2 separate regions of the Mus musculus genome follow, and region 1 is linked to region 2. The links are chromatin contacts, called in public promoter capture Hi-C maps. All regions are on one chromosome and are shown on one strand. Each heading gives the region's core, a stretch centred on a gene start, on an enhancer-like site or on the middle of the called end of the contact. The rest is flanking DNA. Distances are from core to core; before and after follow the strand shown. Region 1 overlaps Mettl8 (methyltransferase like 8). Region 2 overlaps Tlk1 (tousled-like kinase 1).

Region 1 (4,259 bases), core at 607-3,106, 170 kb after region 2:
TTTAGCTCCCCACAGAGCTCCACTGGAGCGGATTCAGGGGACACGGCCACCAGCATCTGACTACTGTGGGAGGGAAGGGAAAGGCAGCCTATAGGGCAAGTCTTTGTTGTCTCTTTTTCTTTTGTTTGATTTTGGCTTTTAAGATGGGGTTTCACACTGCAGCCCAGAGTGGTCTGAAGCTCATTATGTAGCCCAGGCTGGCCTTGAACTCGCAGCAGTCATCCTGCATCAGCCTCCTGAGCGCTAGTGTTACAGACATAAGCCACCACACCAGCCCTGCGCCTGCTTTATCTGAGCCACTTAAAGTTGCTGAGGTGATCTTATTTTGAAAAGGTGAAGAGATTAACGCAGATAATTTATATATTCCTTTCAATTAAAACAGTATTTATGGCTGCCACGATGGCTCAGCAGGTAGAAAACACTTGGCAGGAAAGCCTGGCAACTTGAGAGGGACCCATGTGAGGACGAAGGGCGAGAACCAACGCCACAAGGTAGTCATCTGACTGCCACATACATGATGGGGGACACACAGCCGCACATACATACACATACACGCACATAGTCAGTCACACATGCACACACACACAGTCTCACATATATAATACACACACAAGTTTTGCATGTATATCCACACACACACATTCACACACATGCACACACACATAACACACATGTCATACACACAGTTATACATAACATACATACACGCAGTCACGCATGCACATCCACACATGCACACACATATCACACACACAGTCACACATAACACACACACACACACACACGCAGTTATGCATGTATATCTACATACACACATTCACACACATGCACACATAGTCACAGATGCACATACACACATATACACATTCACACACATATAACGCACACACATATCACACATACAATTTAAAAATCCTAAAAAACTACATTTAGTGGACTAGTGGGATAAAATCCAGCTTCTGCCATGTCACAGAGAAAGCAGCTAGGGAGGAGATAAAAGCTGCTAGGAAAAGAAATCTAAACAGATAAGAAACATGACAGAAAGCAATGGCATGCTTAGGGGAAAGTTTTTAAAAGCTGAACTACAAGCCGGGGTACTTGCAGTACCAAGCTCCATGCGTGGATGCTGGCCCAGCGTGTGTGAAGCCCTGAGTTTCATTCATAGCACAAGAAAAAAGGAAAGAAGCATAAACACACGAAGGGAAGTGTTATTCTTTGTTCATTTCATGTAGTGCTTACATCAATGGAAAAACAAAACAAAACAAAACAAAACTGGGGTCTGGAGAGATGGCTCAACGTGTAAGAGCCCTGGCTGCTCTTCCAGAGGACCTGGGCTCATTCCCAGCACCCACATGGCAGGCAGCTCACCCCTGCTTGACACTCCAGTCCAGGGGACCCAAAACTCTCACACAGACATATATATGCAGGCAAAACATCAATGCATATAAAATAAAAATAAAATTTAAAAATCTAAACCTTAAAAAAGAACAATTTCAAGATAAACTTATTATGTATAGAGCAAAATCTCTGGAATTATTAGTAAAATAAGGATGAAATAAAAAATTTAGAAAAATAAAAAATCCAGCACATCACTATGCAGCCACTGTGTTAATCCTGGCCTAACATCAGAGTGTATGGGTAGGACAGGAGTGGGGCTGCTTCTCCTGTCACTTATCTGCACTCGGGCTCCTGGGAAGCATGGTGGGACCAGGCTGGGAATGAAGTCGGTAAGACAGGAATGGGAAAAGGCCCTGTCTTAGTTGCTTTTCCTGTTGCTGTGATAACATACTTCGACAGGAGCAACTCGAGAGAGAACGTTTACTTTGGCTTACAGTTCAGTTACAGACTACACAGCAGGGAAGCCAAGGGGTCAGGAGCTGCAGCAGCAGGTCACACTCCTTCCAGTCAGGAAGCAGAGGACCATGAACGCATGCTAGCGTTCAGGTCCCCTTCTCCATCTTGTATAGTTCAGGATCCCTTGTACCCCCAAATCTGGCTGTTCCAGATGAGCAGATCCTCACACATATCAGCTTTTGTTGTATGATTGTTGCCCCTCACCCCAAGTTGTCCTTGATTGGTTAGTAAAGATGCCTTTAGGCGGGGCTGCAGTTCCCAGGCTTGGGGTCTGAGCCAGGGACCATGAGGAGGGAGAAAGGAGAGAGAGGCAGGAGAGAAGAAGGCACTATGGGGTAGGTGGAGTGGACTGTAAGTGTTTGGCCATGAAGGCTGGCCAGCTGGGCAAGTGATAATATCTCAGGGTTATTGACCAGGAAGTAGACAGACCAGCAGAGGGTTGATATCTGGCCAGCTCTAATGCTTTAAGGCTTATTACAAATATAAAGGTTTTGCGTCTTTTATTTGGGAACTAAATTATCTAAGGTGGGGTAGAAACCCCAAATGATATTTACCACAACAGGCCTGAAACTCACAGAGAGCCACCTGTCTCATCCAAGTGCTAGGATGTTCAGCCCTTTCTTTATTTTGTGTCTTCAGCTGATTGCTGTCCTTATGCCCCTGCATAGAGTAAGAGGAAGGGACAGAGGATAAAAACGGAACAAACAAAGAATAAAAATTCCCCACTATTTGCTGACTGCCCACAGCATGTATCTTATATTTTCTTTTATGTCAATGATTAGAAACACAGTTAAGGGTCTCCTGTAATCGCCTATGAAATACTTTCACCTAAGCTGCCACCCTCAGACTCAGGGTCTAGCAGAATTACTGCCATTGCTTTGTTTCTGATGATAATCAGCTACTTTTCTAGAATGTTCTTGGATGCACATTTATAATTATGGTCCTAAGTGATCCTAAAGACACTGCTAAGCCATTTATTTACATTTATTGTCTCTCTATTCATTTCACCTCATTTTTATTCAGTTAAATGACGTTGACTGATCCTTTAGCCTTAACCACTCAAGTAGCTGGGACCACAATTGTGCAACACCACTCCCAGCTCATTCACCTGATTGTTAGTTCATTTCATATATACGTAAAAAAATTGCACTGATGTGATACATTTGAATTTATTTTATAATACACAGAATGAATACTGCATAACAAGGGCAAGAATCCTAAGATATCTGTGTCCCCTTTTTATTAACATTCAATTCAAATTATGATAAAATACATTCTTTGAACCAATCTCAATCAGTCTTTTTGTAATCTTACTTAGAATCGATGCATTTTTTTGCCTTGCGTACCAAATAGGAATGCTTGCTCTTTACTATACTCTCATCTTTTAACCATTCACAAAAGGAAGCAAAATACAGAGGTGACATTTTGACTATTCTGCAGCAGTGCCAATGGAAGAACATATTATCAGAAAAGAAATACATTGTGGAAACAGAGGGGAGAGTGGTTTGATGGAACCTAATCTATGCATGAGGTATAAATATAACTTTTTTTTTTTGGATTATTTTGGGAATCAAATTTTACCTCCTTAAGTAGAAAAGTTCTCAGCTTTGAATGGGAACTAAAAAGTCAGCAAATGTCTTAGCAACGTAACACGTAGGGCTCACCTTTCTCTGGGAAGGGATCACACTATCAAGCAACAGGGATCTTATGCAGGTCTGTACCCTCTTCCTGGGGGCTGTGACATCTTATAAAAATCACAAGTTCTGTTGGGTAGGCATGGTGGTACCTGCCTGTGATTTCAACAGTGGGGAGGTTAAGGCAAGGAGGGTCACTCGGGGTTTGAGGTCCACCTGAGCTAGATAAAGACTTCAAAGTCAGCATAGGCTACACGGTGAGACTCTCAAAGAATCAAAAATAAAAACCAGTATCATGTAAGCATAAAAATGTAAGTCATACTTTGGAGGGTAGGGACACTCAGTAGAAGAGCATGTGACCAACATGCATAAGAGCTTAAGGTTAATGCCCAGCAGGACACGCACGCACACACATGTACACACACACATGCACACACACATGCACACACACACATGCACACACACACACATGCACACACTCACACGCACCCATACAAATAAACCATTAAGAGTAAATAATAATTTGAATTGAATATTAATAAGAAGGGGACACAGAAATCTCTCGACCCACCTGAGATCCTAAAGTTCCAATGACAATCTGTGAAATCACTATGGCCATGATTCCTGTGCAGACTTCTCTGAAACACAAGCCTCTCACTGGACTCGGGTGAGCCACACAGACTGCAGCCCATCTCTCCCCAAACACTCAAGGAGATGCTAAATCAAAGATGTTTGTTTCTGATCGCTAAGTACAATCTCCCTCCCGGGAGT
Region 2 (4,743 bases), core at 1,184-3,683:
AGAACAACCAGTTTCTTTCATGTATAAAAATCAAATTTCCATGTCCACAGATGAGATTTCATCTTTATACATGGCAGACCGTCTTCCATGTATGGCTGTGCTCACACTGTAACACAAGACAGTGTTTGGGGGCTGGGGATGTGCTCAACTGGTTGAGTGCTTGGCTAATGTGCATGAGGCCCTAGGTTCTATCCCCAACACCACATAAAATGGCAGAGTGGTGCTGAGGTGAGAGGGTCAGAAGTTCAAGGTCACCCTCATACTTATAAAGTTTGAGGCCACACTTACTGAGTTAATGGAAACCTTGTCTCAAAAGAAACAGGAAAGAAAAAACAAAAAGCTTTTTAGGAGCCATAGCACAAGGCTATGACTATGATTCATACATTCTCTACCCCACAAAAGTTTGACAACTCACATCTAATTCCAAAGTAATGGATAAGATGAAAAGAAATAAATTAACTATCAAAATTACTGATTTAGGCCGGGCAGTGGCAGTGCATGCCTGTATTCCCAGCACTTGGGAGGCATAGGCAGGCAGATTTCTGAGTTCAAGGCCAGCGTGGTCTACAGAGTGAGTTCCAGGACAGCCAGGGCTATACAGAGAAACCCTGTCTCGAAAAACAAACAAAAACCAAACCAAACCAAAACAAAAAAACTGATTCAATACAGTACCTTTTTGAAAAATAAAGTCAGTTTTAGTTATATGGCTTCTTCTTTTACCTTAAGATTAGGCACAAGTATAAGTTAGCATACCAAAAATGTTGTGCTACGCAATTTCTATACATGTATATCACGTATTTTGCTCTATACCATTCTATATCCTTTTACTATCCCAATCTACTCCCCAAAGTCCTCTATTTTCATGTGTCTTACTTAGATTTGTTTGTAGGTACTCTAATCTGGAGTTTATGTATAAAAGAAAAAGTGGTATTTGAGTTTTGCTCGTTTTTCTTCATATGATGTTATCCAGATCTATCTATTTCTTCAAAAAATAACATAACCGCATTCGTTATGGTGGAAGTAAAGTCTACTTTGTGTATACAGTATACCTTTATCTCTCCATCGGCTGATAGACATTCAGGCTGATCCTATGCATCCTGTCAGTTCTGAATACTGATAGACCTGGGTATGCAGGAATCTATTACACGCTGACATTTTTATCCTTTTAGGTGTGTGATTGAGTGCTACAAAAGGATCATGTGGCTAAGAACCAACAGGCCCAGGAGTGAGCCTCTATCATTACTCTGCTAAATGGACATTATAACAAGTTGGCTTCTAAACTGTGTCTACACTCACAGACCAGTGCAGCTCTCAGACTGCATAAGAGAGGCTTCCTTGTGCAGTGGAGTGGCAGGTGAAGAATGCAAGAGACTCACAACTGGTCAAAGTACAAAGTGCAGATGTGCCATTGCAGTGCTCAGCTACAAATGAGACAATTAGTATCCCCCACCCCATCCCCAAAAAGGCAAAATCAAAACAAAACTCTACCCCTGATGAGGGAGGGGGGAAGTAATACTCTAAGACCCTAAGGTTTGGGAATGCCCAAGTAAAACTTCTGGACACCACAAGACCACTGCACCCATCAACTCACAGCAGCTGTGGTTGCCTGCACAAGAGCAGCATATAATCAAGCCAGTCAATGTGTACATGGAAGAGAGGGGGGCTCAGAAGTCCCCCCCTCTAACTGAGTAGCTATGGACACTCAATGGCTTCCAGAGAAGGACTACACTTCAGTGGATGTCCCCATACATTAGTAAATCATTTAAACAACAACAAAAGATGACACAAAAAGTGGGAAGGGACAGAGTGAACTGAGGGAATTAAAGTGAAAAAGAGAAAATTAAGAGAAATATTTTTCCAGCACTTGGAAGGTAGAGGAAGGCAGATCTCTATGAGTTTGAGGCCAGCCTAGCCTACAGAGCAAGTTCCAGAATGACCAATGCTACACAGAAAAACCCTGTCTCAACCGCCTCCCCCCCAAATAATACATAAATGGATATTACAAAATGCTTTTAACTGAATAAAATGCAATAAATACCCACACAAACACAAAACAAAAACCTGTCTACCCAGCACAACACACACATACACCCAGCACAACATCAAAACCTGAGAAGAACCACACAGAACTACAGACCTTAAAGCTTAACTGTGTCCATAAACCCCAGTTACATGAGAGGAAGGATTCAGAAACCCAAGAGCTGAACATTTACCACAGCTTAAAAAAAAAAAAAAAAAAAAAAGAACAACAAATCAAACCCGAAGAGCTTCAAAGGAGGGAGAGGACAAAACCCAGAACTAGTTAGGTCCAGGCTTCCAAAAGGACCAAGAAGGAGAATGGGTGCAACCATGGACTGACTGCACACAGCAGCCATGAACAAGTTCATCACCGGAGCAAAGACTGCTGCTGGCAGGCACACTGTGAGCCATGGCCAGTGCTGCGTCTCTGAATGTGGACACTGTGTGGTGCCGCCAGCCCTCACAGCGAGGGAGGAGCCTGAGGAGGACCTGATTTGTGTTTGTGTTTGCTGATTCAGTCCCAGGACCCCAGCTGGAGCTGTGAAGAACACAACGGCGCTGGCTCTAAAACTGTTTACCTTTCTTGATTTGGAGAAGGAGAAAGTATGCCACACCACACATGTGGAAATCACAGGATAGTTTGTGGAAACTGGTTCTTTCCTAGGTCTCAGGGTTCAAACTCAGGTGGCTAGACTTCAAGGATCATCTTGTGGGGCCAAGAAAAACAATCTTCTGGGGGGAAAAACAGAATAAAATGAAAATTATACTTTTCAACTAAAACTAGAACAAAAGTCAAACCGAAAAGCAAGGAGAAGGAATGAGCAGAACTGAAAGCTGACTGCTGAGTAGGGCTAATGGCCACTAACAGGCCACTCGTGGAGGGAACAAGACACAGAGTGCAATTACATGCCACTTCAGAAAAAGACATCATCATATTAAAGACAAAAACATAGGAACAACTAAAACTTGAATTTTCCTTTAAAAAGGGGGTGAGGGATAAATCCCTAAAACTATGATTTTGTGTGTCAAAACTGACACAAAAATGAAAACTTCAAAGAAGTCTAACCACATTAACAGAAACTAACACCATTATTCTAAATGTCTCCAGAAAATGTCCAGACCTAGAGGGCTTGATCAATAAACTATCAAAAGTAAAGAAAAATATAATACTGTTCTTAGACGCCTAGAAATAATGGTAAACACAAAATCATTTCTCAATTCATTTTTATGGAGGAATTGTTACTATAACACAAAATCTGACAAAGAAATTTATTATATAAAAGGAAAGTTGCAAATCTACTTCATGAATATAGGTAAAAAAAAAATCTAATAAAACTGTACTGGCTGGTTTTGTGTGTCAACTTGACACAAGCTGGAGTTATCACAGAAAAAGGAGCTTCAGTTGAGGAAACGCCTCCATGAGATCCAGCTGTAAGGCATTTTCTCAATTAGTGATCAACAGGGCAAGGCCCCTTGTGGGTGGAGCTATCCCTGGGCTGGTAGTCTTGGGTACTATAAGAAAGCAAGGCGTGGTGGTGCACGCCTTTAAGCCCAGCACTTGGGAAGCAGAGGCAGGCAGATTTCTGAGTTCAAGGCCAGCCTGGTCTACAGAGTGAGTTCCAGGACAGCCAGGGTTATACAGAGAAGCCCTGTCTCGAACCCCCCCCCCCAAAAAAAAAGAAAGAAAGAAAGAAAGAAAGAAAGAAAGAAAGAAAGAAAGAAAGAAAGAAAGAAAGAAAGAAAGTTGAACCAGTAAGCAGCAGCATTCCTCCATGGCCTCTGCATCAGCTCCTGCTTCCTGAGCTGCCTGAGTTCCAGTCCTGACTTCCTTTGGTGATCAACAGCAATGTGGAAGTATAAGCTGAATAAACCCTTTCCTCCCCCAACTTGCTTCTTGGTCATGTTTGTGCAGGAATGAAACCCTAACACAAATTGGTACCAGGAGTGGGGTATTCCTGTGAAAACACAACCATGTTTTGGGGAGAACTATGGAAGGACTTTGGAACTTTGGGCTAGAAGATCCATTTGGTGTTAAGAGCTCTGTGGGATGTTGTGTAGGAGCTTGGAAGATAATGTTTAGAACAGTGCAGAAGATGGAGGCCTGGCTTGTGAAATTTCAGAGGGAAGATGAAAGACTCTTATCAGGGCTGTTGCTATTTTGACTGTGAAGATTCTGTGGTTCTGGTTAGCTGGGGCTGAAGAATCAGCTGTGATTAACAAGATACCAGAACTACTAAAGTGAAAACTTTGCATTACTGGGACTATTGATGCTGGTTAGCTGGAGCTAAGAAATTAGCAGTGATTAAGAAAAGACCAGCATTATTGAGGTGAAATCTTCTGGGAAGTGTTTTCTGAGAGCACAGAGGCTGTGTTCCGGAGATAGCTAATGTTGTACCTTGGGCTGTGGCTGGACTTGGTAATGTGTAAGAGTCACCCAGGTGGTACTGGTTTTGAAGACATGAAGGGGTCATTAAGAGCAGCTGAGGCTGGGCACTGTGAGAGGCTGCAGAAGGCCATTGGTGAAGGTGCAGCCTCAGTTGCAGCTGATGGCCCAGGACTGAAGGGGTCATGCAAAGGAGTTGATGCTTGGCACCATGAAGGAAGCCTATGAGAGCTATTGGTGAAGCCAAGTTACAGCCGAAGACAGCAGTGTTTTGAAGATGCCAGTACCATGAGATGACCACCAAGAACAGCAGCAGCAGTGCAATTTAGGCCATCTGGATC

The links. Capture Hi-C pulls out chosen DNA fragments and counts their contacts.
Region 1: a contact with region 2 is called in a promoter capture Hi-C map of liver. The contact joins two enhancer-like sites. A contact is called at or near these places in 4 of 115 datasets of contacts at active chromatin or transcription factors (bone marrow-derived dendritic cells, bone marrow-derived macrophages, embryonic stem cells and 1 more) and 3 of 9 other capture datasets (adipose tissue, liver and pancreatic islet).

What each region holds. Positions count from the first base shown.
Region 1 is chr2:70,968,690-70,972,948 of GRCm38.p6, forward strand. All of the region lies in intron 7 of Mettl8 (methyltransferase like 8), which reads right to left. Among named protein-coding and RNA genes, the nearest start is that of Gm39843, 48 kb to the left of the region's middle. Within about 2 kb of position 1,857, at least 4 of the 459 cell types and tissues checked have an H3K27ac peak or open chromatin away from gene starts, as enhancers often do. A contact at or near this core is called in liver, where this site is marked.
Region 2 is chr2:70,800,383-70,805,125 of GRCm38.p6, forward strand. The region is part of intron 1 of Tlk1 (tousled-like kinase 1); the gene reads right to left. Among named protein-coding and RNA genes, the nearest start is that of Tlk1, 23 kb to the right of the region's middle. Within about 2 kb of position 2,434, at least 44 of the 459 cell types and tissues checked have an H3K27ac peak or open chromatin away from gene starts, as enhancers often do. A contact at or near this core is called in liver, where this site is marked.